3 separate regions of the Mus musculus genome follow, and all the other regions are linked to region 1. The links are chromatin contacts, called in public Hi-C and Micro-C maps. All regions are on one chromosome and are shown on one strand. Each heading gives the region's core, a stretch centred on a gene start, on an enhancer-like site or on the middle of the called end of the contact. The rest is flanking DNA. Distances are from core to core; before and after follow the strand shown. Region 1 overlaps Nfia (nuclear factor I/A). Region 2 overlaps Nfia (nuclear factor I/A). Region 3 overlaps Nfia (nuclear factor I/A).

The links. Hi-C and Micro-C count contacts between places; a contact is called where the count stands out from the background.
Region 2: a Micro-C map of muscle stem cells shows a contact between it and region 1, with 4 times the contacts expected there. The contact joins two enhancer-like sites. A contact is called at or near these places in 2 of 39 promoter capture datasets (embryonic stem cells and second pharyngeal arch cranial neural crest), 16 of 484 Hi-C or Micro-C datasets (the AML12 cell line, cardiomyocytes, cerebellar granule neurons and 11 more), 8 of 115 datasets of contacts at active chromatin or transcription factors (craniofacial prominence, embryonic basal ganglia, embryonic forebrain and 5 more) and 3 of 9 other capture datasets (adipose tissue, liver and pancreatic islet).
Region 3: a contact with region 1 is called in a Hi-C map of cerebellar granule neurons, with 2.7 times the contacts expected there. The contact joins two enhancer-like sites. A contact is called at or near these places in 10 of 484 Hi-C or Micro-C datasets (astrocytes, brain, cerebellar granule neurons and 5 more), 6 of 115 datasets of contacts at active chromatin or transcription factors (astrocytes, embryonic forebrain, embryonic stem cells and 3 more) and 2 of 9 other capture datasets (adipose tissue and liver).

What each region holds. Positions count from the first base shown.
Region 1 is chr4:97,793,483-97,796,805 of GRCm38.p6, reverse strand. All of the region lies in intron 2 of Nfia (nuclear factor I/A), which reads right to left. Among named protein-coding and RNA genes, the nearest start is that of Nfia, 18 kb to the right of the region's middle. Within about 2 kb of position 1,760, at least 43 of the 459 cell types and tissues checked have an H3K27ac peak or open chromatin away from gene starts, as enhancers often do. A contact at or near this core is called in cerebellar granule neurons, cerebellum, cortical glia and 2 more, where this site is marked.
Region 2 is chr4:97,909,220-97,912,542 of GRCm38.p6, reverse strand. All of the region lies in intron 2 of Nfia (nuclear factor I/A), which reads right to left. Among named protein-coding and RNA genes, the nearest start is that of Gm40208, 27 kb to the left of the region's middle. Within about 2 kb of position 1,567, at least 110 of the 459 cell types and tissues checked have an H3K27ac peak or open chromatin away from gene starts, as enhancers often do. A contact at or near this core is called in cerebellar granule neurons, cerebellum, cortical glia and 2 more, where this site is marked.
Region 3 is chr4:97,878,571-97,881,893 of GRCm38.p6, reverse strand. All of the region lies in intron 2 of Nfia (nuclear factor I/A), which reads right to left. Among named protein-coding and RNA genes, the nearest start is that of Gm19417, 11 kb to the right of the region's middle. Within about 2 kb of position 1,568, at least 14 of the 459 cell types and tissues checked have an H3K27ac peak or open chromatin away from gene starts, as enhancers often do. A contact at or near this core is called in cerebellar granule neurons and cerebellum, where this site is marked.

The sequences.
Region 1 (3,323 bases), core at 511-3,010:
GTTTTCTTTTCCCTGGAGGATCTGAACTGCTAACATCCCATGGACTGTATCAAGTTTGCTTCACTTCTCTTGCTGACTGTTAAACAAAGAGCTTCGTCTTGAGTTTCATGACGTCCCACATGCTCCTGAGACTAATCCCCACCCATTTTTATTTACAGTGCTCGGGACAAGTTTCTATGACAATCCCGTGCCATTCTGTAACTGTATGCGCTGCATTTTCTGAGTTTTGAGCTTAATTGTAGGACAAATTATTTGTTCTATGATTGGTACAGAGAGACGCGCACACCGGGGTGGTGGTAGAAACAGATTTCACTTTCAGATTAAACAACAAGCAAATAAAATAGAGAAAAACAAACCCCAGCATATGCTATTGGGACCAGCAGATTTATGCTCTTCTTTTGTTACCTCATATATGAGACCTGGAACCTTTCTCCTATTTCTGACCACTGTCTACACATGCTCCTATAGACCCTCCAGCCACCCCATTACCACACTGGTCACAGCAGCCCTGGGTGCTCTCTATGCAAACGCAATGCAACCTGCACCTGCCATCTTTTATCGGAAAGGAAAGGCAAAGCAGATCCAGACCCCTGGCAACCTCAGACCCTCATCAGTGTGCAAGTCCTGCCATTGCTGACTTTCAGAGAGGGAGCAGAATTCGGATTGTAGGAAGCGGCACCACTGAAATCTGGCTGTGTGTTAGGGACCTCCACCAACTGCCAAATGAATTCCCCACAGCTTGCTCTCCAAGGCTTCCCTTCCTTTCTGTTTTCCACTCTAGTTCTCCCGGTGTTTTGTTTTTCTGTAACTCTATTTGTTTCACACTTCATCATTACAAGGAAGATGTCAGAGAGGGGGGGGGAGGAAGTCTGTCTGTCTGTCTATGTCTCACTGTTCAGTGGCTTGCTCTAGAGAAAACATCATAGCGGTCAGCTTCTAAGAAACAGAAAGCTTGGGCCCTCTTTCGGAACATTTACACAGACATTTCTGACACAAAAGATTCTTGAACACATAATAGAAATACAGTCAAATGTTACAAATCTCAATGTGCAGCATTTATTTTATTTTTAAAAAAAAAACAACACAGGGGCCAGTGAGACAGCTCCGTTCCTAATGGTGCTAAGCAGGCAAACCAGGGGAGCGGAGCTCCTCGCCTGGAACCCACATAAAGGTGGAAAGAGCAAAGTGATTCCACAAAGTTTTTTTCTCTCTCTCCCTCTCTCTCCCTCCCTCTCTCTCTCTTCCCCCTCTATCTCTCCTTCTCTCTCTCCCTCTCTCTCTTTCTCTTCCCCTCTCTCTACTTCTCTCTCTCCCTCTCCCTCCCTTTCTCTCTCCTTCTCGCGCGCTCTCTCTCTCCACACACACACATGCACATATACACACACACACATACACACACACAGGTATATACACAAACATACCATAGCATGCACCCTCCCCCTACATCCCCATCATGCAAACATAGACATGTACACACAATTTTTTTTTAAAAATTAAAACAACTGGTTCTACAAATGTTTAAAGACTCCACACAGTCTATTAATTAGGAAGACCCTAGTGTAAAATTATCAAAATATTTGAAATCTTAATATCTGAAGAAATTATACCTAAGAAAGTTGTTGCATGGTATGTTCTTCTATCTTGGGAACCTAGTACCATGCAGAGACCGTAAGAACTGATGTTTGATGACTCAATGGCCAGCGCCATGGTAAAATCTGTCAAGAGAGGCAGCCAAACTGACCTCACTAGCCAGTATCAGCCAGAGCATCCCTGGGATGCAGCTGCTGTGTGACTCATACAGAATCTTCCATCACACAGCTTCTGGGAAGCAAGAGCTTCGGTTTTCTGCCTATGAAATAAAGGCCCAGGCCTCCGAACTTTCTTCAAGGTAAGAAAACAAAATTAATACAAACACAGACAACATTCTGGGTGGTTTCTTACTACATTTTTAAGCTTTTAAATAAACAATGGATTTCAAGATTATCTTGAGAGTCCTGGAGAACATTTCTTGTTTTTGTTTGTTTGTTTGTTTGTTTGTACTACGATAAATTCAGAAGCAGAGCTTAGAACTTGATGTGTTGTCGATATCTCTGAGATAAAAAGAAGATCCAGAAGAGCAATCGACTAACCATCATACCGGGGCCTAGTTCCTCAACCTGCTTCCTACTATATACAGGCACTTATAAGAACTCTTCAACTCAGATGTTAAGGTTAAGTGGAGCGCCAGTAAGATAATACATATGAAAATACTAGGTAGATACCGCATCTAAGGAACACAAGCATGGGATCTGAGAGACTTGGCTTAAATGCCGGCTCTCTTCTTTCCTAATCATCAGACTTGAGTGTGTTCTGTCCCTGTTGCCTGACAAGGGCAGTCACAGTCTCCTGAGCACATCTATCCTCCAACAAACACACAACAAGAACAACTCACCCAGACTGGAAGTCAGAAACGAAACAAAGTAAAGACAAACAAGTTCATGTAAAAATCAAAGAAACCCGTATCCACGATGGCTGAAACTTCACCACGCCATGGTACCCAAATACACAAACCTCTCTGGCTGTCCCGTGTTTTGAGTCTGTAAAGGAAGGCTCTACAGCAAAACAAGAGAAAGCCTGTGAGCTCGCCTGTAAACTAAGGGACCGCGTAAGAGCGCCCAGGTGGAGTCATCCGGCCCTCTACCCTCTGCCTGCCCCACAAGTCAGCTGGCTAAGGACCTGCGGTACTCCCTTGTCACTCTGTACCCAGTCACCTCCCAAGCACAACTGGAAATGAAGCCAAAGCTAGGCACAGCCAGTCTCCACAGAGAAAAACTCAAAATGTCTCCCTTTGAAGAATCACAAAGCTTTTGTTTGAAACCTCTGACCTTTCTAGAGAAATCAGTCACAGTAGTTTAAAAATGTAGGTGGCATAAGGACAAAGCATGCCATTTATCCACTTTGGGTGGTTTTCGTCTTTTCTGTGAGACACACATCTTTAGAACAATTATGTCTTTCACTGTAACATTTCAGCCAAAAAAATTTCTCACAAAAAACATATGTGTGTATATATATTATATATAACCTTACACATAATATGTATTCTGAACTTGGCAAGATGTTATACTTTTAAAATTTTTACCCCTACCTCATTTTATTGAAGCTCTAGAGAGATAAAAATTTTAAAACATCAAAAAAATTCATTAAAAATGTAAACATGGTAATTGTTTTCAATATGCTATTTGTGTGTGTGTGTGAGAGAGAGAGAGAGAAAGAGAGACAGAGAGAGAGAGAGAGAGAGCAAGCATGACATGGGGGAGCACATTGCTGTGGTACAGGTGTGGAGG
Region 2 (3,323 bases), core at 318-2,817, 120 kb before region 1:
ACAGGAACTTTTCTTTACACACATTAGCCCTATCACATTCGGGCATTATTATTTGACTGATACCATGAATTCTTTCGAACACCTTCCTCAGGGTAAGCACTCAATACTGTAGTGTGGTCTAAGCCAAGCCTGCACAGATGGGTGGTTACAGCTGCAGCCTCTCTGACAGGCTGCAAAAACCCTCAGGGACACTCCCCCCAGCACGAACTATCCATCTTGTTTGCTGGTACGACTCCACCTTGCTCCAGCCTTTGTTGAGCGTGTCACAGGACACTGGCCAAAATGTTACTATCTGAACAGGCCTTATTAATAGAATGAAAAATGGGCTCCCAAAACACACTTCAACAACGATAGCATGGATTTCTTGAAGTGTCTGATAATTTTAATTAAAAAGGTGCATTATAATAATATTTTTTAAATCTTCAGGAACATTTGACGCCTCTCTAGGAAGGAGTGAACGAGGCAGCTTACTTAGTAATATCCATTCCGACTGATTAAACTGGAGCCAAAACAGTTCCTCAGGATCCAGCTTATGGTGACCCCTGAGCTGGAGAGAGGAAGGCCGGAGAGACTGAGTGAACCTTCACACCACAGAGTGAATGGGAGATCATAACATGTCCAGGCCAAAGGCTAGTGTGCACGTTGTGGAGCATTGCCACAGATCTCTCCAGTCACCTGCTTATCCTAGAACAGCTCACTGAAACATAACAATCACCGCTAGGCAGGCCAAAGTTTTATTTATTAATCTACCTTCTGAAAAAAAAAGGTAAGAAATGGTTCATAATCGCATTAAATATACACCTATCCAAGTTATAGCTACAAAAACTACAAATATAAACAAAACATATACACGTATAAACAAAAACTGCAGATGTGAAGAAAACACATAATGGGAACATGAAACGTGCCGAAGCCTCTATTGAAGTTAAAAACTAAATTTATCTCTGAGCTTCTTGGGAGCCAAGGTAAAAAGGGAAACAGGTGCGTACACAATTCTCACAGTCTGTTCACAGAGGGCAGACCTTTGATGTAAACCTTTTTTTCTACTATGGCTTGCAAAAAGAACTAACCAGTCTTCAAGTTTCTATGCTCCGATCCTGCCTGTCCCTGGTTGTTGCCTGACCTAGATTGCCAAAGATTATGAAACCACGCTTGATAAATAAATTGTGAAACGACTCGACCGATTTCTATGCTAAACAAAGAGAGGAAAAGCAAATGAACAAACGTTTCCAAACATTCAAAAGTCAGAACCACTCAAAATAAAAATTGAAACCAGCGGCAAATAAAACCAACCCAAATCTTGGCGAAGCCGAATCTCAAACCCTGTCGCTACAGGCTGGGGAGCAGCAGAGCCAGCCAGGCTGTGTCTGTCTACCGCATATGGGGGAAGGTTCCAGGCAGTATCTCCAGGCTCATCTAATGGCACGGGTTCAACACCAGTGAATGGGCCTTAAACAAAGGGAGAGCTCCTTTGAAAATGGGCGTTTGTGAGTCACCGGTCAGTGTAGCTGCACAGTTTGTGGGAGTGGGAACCGCTGGCAGCGGGGCAAAACAGTACAGCTCAGGCCTTCAGAGCTCCTAAGCCCTGAAAGGCGGCGAGGTTCGAGCCGGCTGGTCACAGTGGCACACTTGGCTGAGTGCACGGCCAGGTGGTTTGGGCATATTGGCAACAACTGGCAACCTGCCCGATACATATGGCTCAGATTGCTGCGCTCTTCCCACGAAGCCTTCCTAGACTCTTGAGCAAGCAGTCAGTCGCTTGCGCACAAAATGCGTCTGCATGTTAAATAAGATCTTTTTAATAATATCTACTGATGTAAAATCCTTTCACTAAAAAGGAAAATAAAAAGATGGAGGCAGGTGGCTGCCAAGCACGTAATGAAAGCATCTCGTGAGAGGAGGCGCCTCTGCCGATCCCTTCCAACTGGCTTTGCCCTTACTTCTGCTTTTCTCTTTCACAAGGGTTGGAACACCCTTTCCAGCCCTGGGAAGCAAGGTTTGTGTGGGCTTTCAGAAGGCTGCCAAGGGGTCAGGTGACCATGAATTCCTGAAAATATAAAATAAATAGAGAGACAATAAAAACGAACCCTGTATGGAGGAGCGTTATTAAACCATGATTGACAGATAGCACTGAAAGGTGTCAGTATAGTCTATCATGTAAATACATATCTGGAGACTTGTTAAAACACAGCCTAAGTGCTAACTACTGAGGCACATGTTACTTCCCAAGTGGTGCTAATGGCCCATAGCATAAGGCAGGATTTGGGCTTAGGAAGCCCGGCCCCACATACTCCTGTAGGGATACCACACACCACATTAAGTAGTCCACAAATAGCAGTTCCTGCCAGAGTTGGATTTTTCTCTGCTAATCGTATTTCTTGGATGTGGAACATTTCATTTCTTTTGCTGGGTACAGGAAACATATTACTTAAGGTTTGGGGCTGAGTGGCTCAGTGGTAGAGATCGTGCCTACATTTGATATACAGCACCCGCCTCCAAATCATATCACCAATTAATGCATTAGTTAATGTGATTGCATGAATTACCACCAGGACCTTGTTTCACTTTTAATAATTTGTAAATATATGTTTGTGGTCTGTTAAAATTGCAAGCCATTTATCTAATGAATTGTGCTGAATCTTCTGGAATTATATAGTCTACTTGTTAAGACGATTAAAATGGATGTTGCATTGAGTATGTGTTTTAGAATTTTTTTTTTAGCACAGCATTGCTCAAGCACTAAAATAACTTTTATCTCTCATACCAGTGGGGACTGTACACACCCACAAATCTAAAACTTTTACAAAGATACAAACATACATATTTGGTAGAAAAGAACCATTGTGTTTCCTCAGATAGAATGACATCAGCCTCAAATGAGAACAAGCAAACCTTCTTTTGAAGACAAGAAAAAATGTTTAAAAAACATTGCTACAGTTGCCCATGCTTCACCCATACAAATCTCCCCGAAAGATACTATGTAGATAAAAAATTATAAAATGCTATTATAGCAAATATTTATTTTAGGTTAAAATCTTCCAATCAATTCCTCTTCATGGACTTTAATTGCTTTGGGTTGTTTGGGGTTTTTGTTTGTTTGTTTATTTTTGTTTTTTGTTTTTAAATTTCAGAGACAACAGTTCTCTCCACAGCCCAGAAAGGACTCTAACTCTCCACAGCTGAGGTCTGCCTCAAACTCAACATCTTTCAGCTTTCAGTCTCCCATGTGCTGGCATGACAGATATAATGGAATACCCAACGTCGGGAAGTTTTGAGAAACAGTGCAAACTCAAACCAGAGGTGTTCAGTAAAGTCTTTTGCCA
Region 3 (3,323 bases), core at 319-2,818, 85 kb before region 1:
TCACGAGTGGAAAATTCCACATCTGATTTCACATTTAGCTGTAGCCAATATAATTTGCATTAAAGACACTAAAATAGTCTGTACGATATATATATATGTGTGTGTGTGTGTGTCCCACCATAAATAAAACTATTATAAATTTTAAAAACATAAATTATTGAGAAGTTTGATTAGACTTGAGTTATATCCCTCAAGATATCTCATCACATAAGTGCAAATCACCCAAGAGTTAAAAAAAAATACAATATCTGAAAAACTTCTGGGTCTGATTATTTGGATAAGGTTCTCAGCCTTTCCATACAAAAATACATATTTAGGGAAGACATCACCTGTCTTAGAAGCTATGATTAAAACAAGCAAAAAACTAAATAGACACACACACACACACACACACACACACACACACAAACAAAACACTTAGCATCCTTTTCCCATGAGGCAAATAATATGAGGTGCAAGCTTTAATCAGACAGATGTGGGTTCAAATTTCATTTTGCTCTATGCTAAATATTGCTCAGAAAATTCTGCTTCAAGTCAGCCACAGAATGCTCATGTCTCAAATGAGGCTATAGGCAGCCATGTGCAACAGTGGAGGCTAAGAACTGAATGGGACCTGCTCACAGTCACACTTCTCTGAATTTTCCTTAGCGTTCTACAAGTATTCAATAACTGATAACAATTTACAGAGGATCCTGGCAACCCACAACGTATCTTCCTGGATTTGTATACAGAAATCTATTTCTTTGGGGTTCTTTTCCTGGTATTTTCTCTAAGGCCTCAATTGAATTCCTTTATAAAATTTCCAATTTAAACATCTAATAGTAGGTGTGCACTAAAAGAGAGGGCAGGAAGAGACACACCTTCAGGCTGTCTCCTCTTAAAACACAACTACATCTCAAATTAAACCCCTTTTTTGTATACTATGCTTAAGGGGCAGTAATAGTCACTTTTCAGCTGAGAAGACAGAGCCCAGACTGGAGTAATGTGTGTGAGCCAGAATGGAATGGGACCAGGAGCCACATGGCTGCTTGTCAGAATCCTAGTCAAGGGCACCAGCCATGAATCTTCACACCCACCCTCCTTCCTTAAGATAGTAAGTAGTTTTACTTCCAAAGAGGAGGTGAGAGAATTTGAGAGTAGTGTTTTTCTCCTCCCTGGGAAAGGCCGTTTTCCAACCCATTCCTAAGCATGGCGGGCAATAATACTTCAGAGAGAAGCAAGGAGATTCTGGGGTGGTGAGGTCCCTGCCTTTGAAGCAAGCCAGCCAGCAAACACAAATGCATGCAATTTGAAATTTTAATTAGGGTGCCATGTGCTGGTGACATATGGCAACATGCTGACAGCTGGGTGTCCAGGTTCAGGAACAGACCTGGGTTCTGAAGTCACAGTTGGCAGAAGCGAAGTTCTCTGCTTGTGCGCTAGGTGCCTGGAAAGTGTGCTGCCAACATCCCCTGCTACCCTGCACGGCCATTCTGCCATTTACAGACACTGTGTGTAGAGGGCCACCGCTGCAGCTCAGACATACGCAGGAACAAAGATGAGAAGAAATGAACAAGATTAAAACCTGATCCCAGGATCAGAGTCCAGGCTGGACCGTGTTCATAACAGCACAGCCATTGACCTTTGGTGGCCCTGGGAGTCTCATGCTAGTCCCTGCAGCATGTGCTCTCTGTGGCACAAGGAGAAACAAACAAACAAACAAACAAACAAACAACCTCTGTTACCTGTTCCAAAGTGTAAAGGAATACGGCTCTTTTTATACTGCCAAATGTGATTTAAAAGTAGGCGGCACACGTCAGTGAATCAGGTGAGTGAGGTACGGAACTAAAACATTTTTAAGACAACTCGTTAAGTATTAAAAAGTTTGTTAACTTTTTCTTCTCAGAATTTCTCCTCTGTGATGAATTATTAGTGGTCAGTTTGACCTCTGAAGCTCAGTAAGCTGCCTGAGAATGTCTCGAAATGGGTTAATGAATTGCCTTGGAGTTCTCCCATGCCCCTCTGCCTGTTCCTGTCCGACTATTTACTGTGTGTAAAGTGGGAAGGGTTTGGGTGTGCTGTTTCCAGGCAAGCCTAGAACCACCAGGAGCGTCTCGGCCACACTGTGCAGTATTAACAGTGCCACTAACTCTTTGGGTCCTTTTCTACATAATGGATTCCTGCCGTGTTGTCTTTGATGGCACAGGACTACTGTAGTGAATAGGCCATGCTGGTCCTCTGTTTCTGGAAATTTGAGTTTCTAACCATCAAGCCATGCAATGCTTCTGGAATACTCTAAATATTAGCAGCTCCCCAGGCTCTCCTGCAGTCCAAATCTCTGAGTGAATTTAAGATAGACTTATCACTGGAGCAGAAATTCAATATAGACCAACAGGATTAAAAGCAAGAATTGTGCTGCTTTCCCTCACCTCCTGCCCCAGTTATAAGCAGTGCAATCTATTTTACTTTATTTTTCCTATCAGTATTGTTATAAAGAGGCAGAAAATAGAGTCACAACACATTCTACTTGAAGTTAAGCTCTGAAAAGAAGCAAAACATACTGAAGATAAACATTAGAAATTTCATGTTTTAGACAACATTGCTGGACAACACAGACAACCAAATACACACACACACACACACACACACACACCGACACACACACACACACAGACACACACACACAGACACACACACACACTCCCCTCAGCTGTAAGCCCAGTAACTGGTTTGGAAAGCAAATATGCATGTGTATATAGTTATCCTTAAGTACAAAGCAGGTTGGTGCAAAGAGCATGACCTCTGGTTATCTCCTCTACCTTTCAGAGCAGTTCTCCCTGAGAAGTATGGCTAGATGCTCCTGTAAGAACAGCAGAGAAGCCACATGCAAGCATCTGTCCAACTCCAGACACACTGCACGTTCATCTCAAGCCATCTTTTAATGTCTTCCATTGAGGATTCCTTTACCTTGAATAAGTGGTTCACAGCCATGACACAGGAATTCACTAGATAATTCAGGTTATGATGCCGAGAGGCATCCAGTTTTGCCAGGATAAGGAAGTTTATAACATTCTTAGATTCTATTGATATCACATCTAAAGTACTAGTTTTCAATTCTAGGATTTAAAAATCAGACTGTCGCTATAATTTTCTTAGAATAGCTCTCCAAACTCTTTATAAACACACCTTCTATCCCTAATTCCATGACTAAGCTAATAAAAGCTGAAATCTGTGGAGTCTACAATAACACTAAGAAGAAGTATCCTTCAGAGGAAGTATTTCTTGTGGTTTTAAAAGTCTATTGTTAACGAAGTGTACATTTTTATTATATATGTCAAAGGATG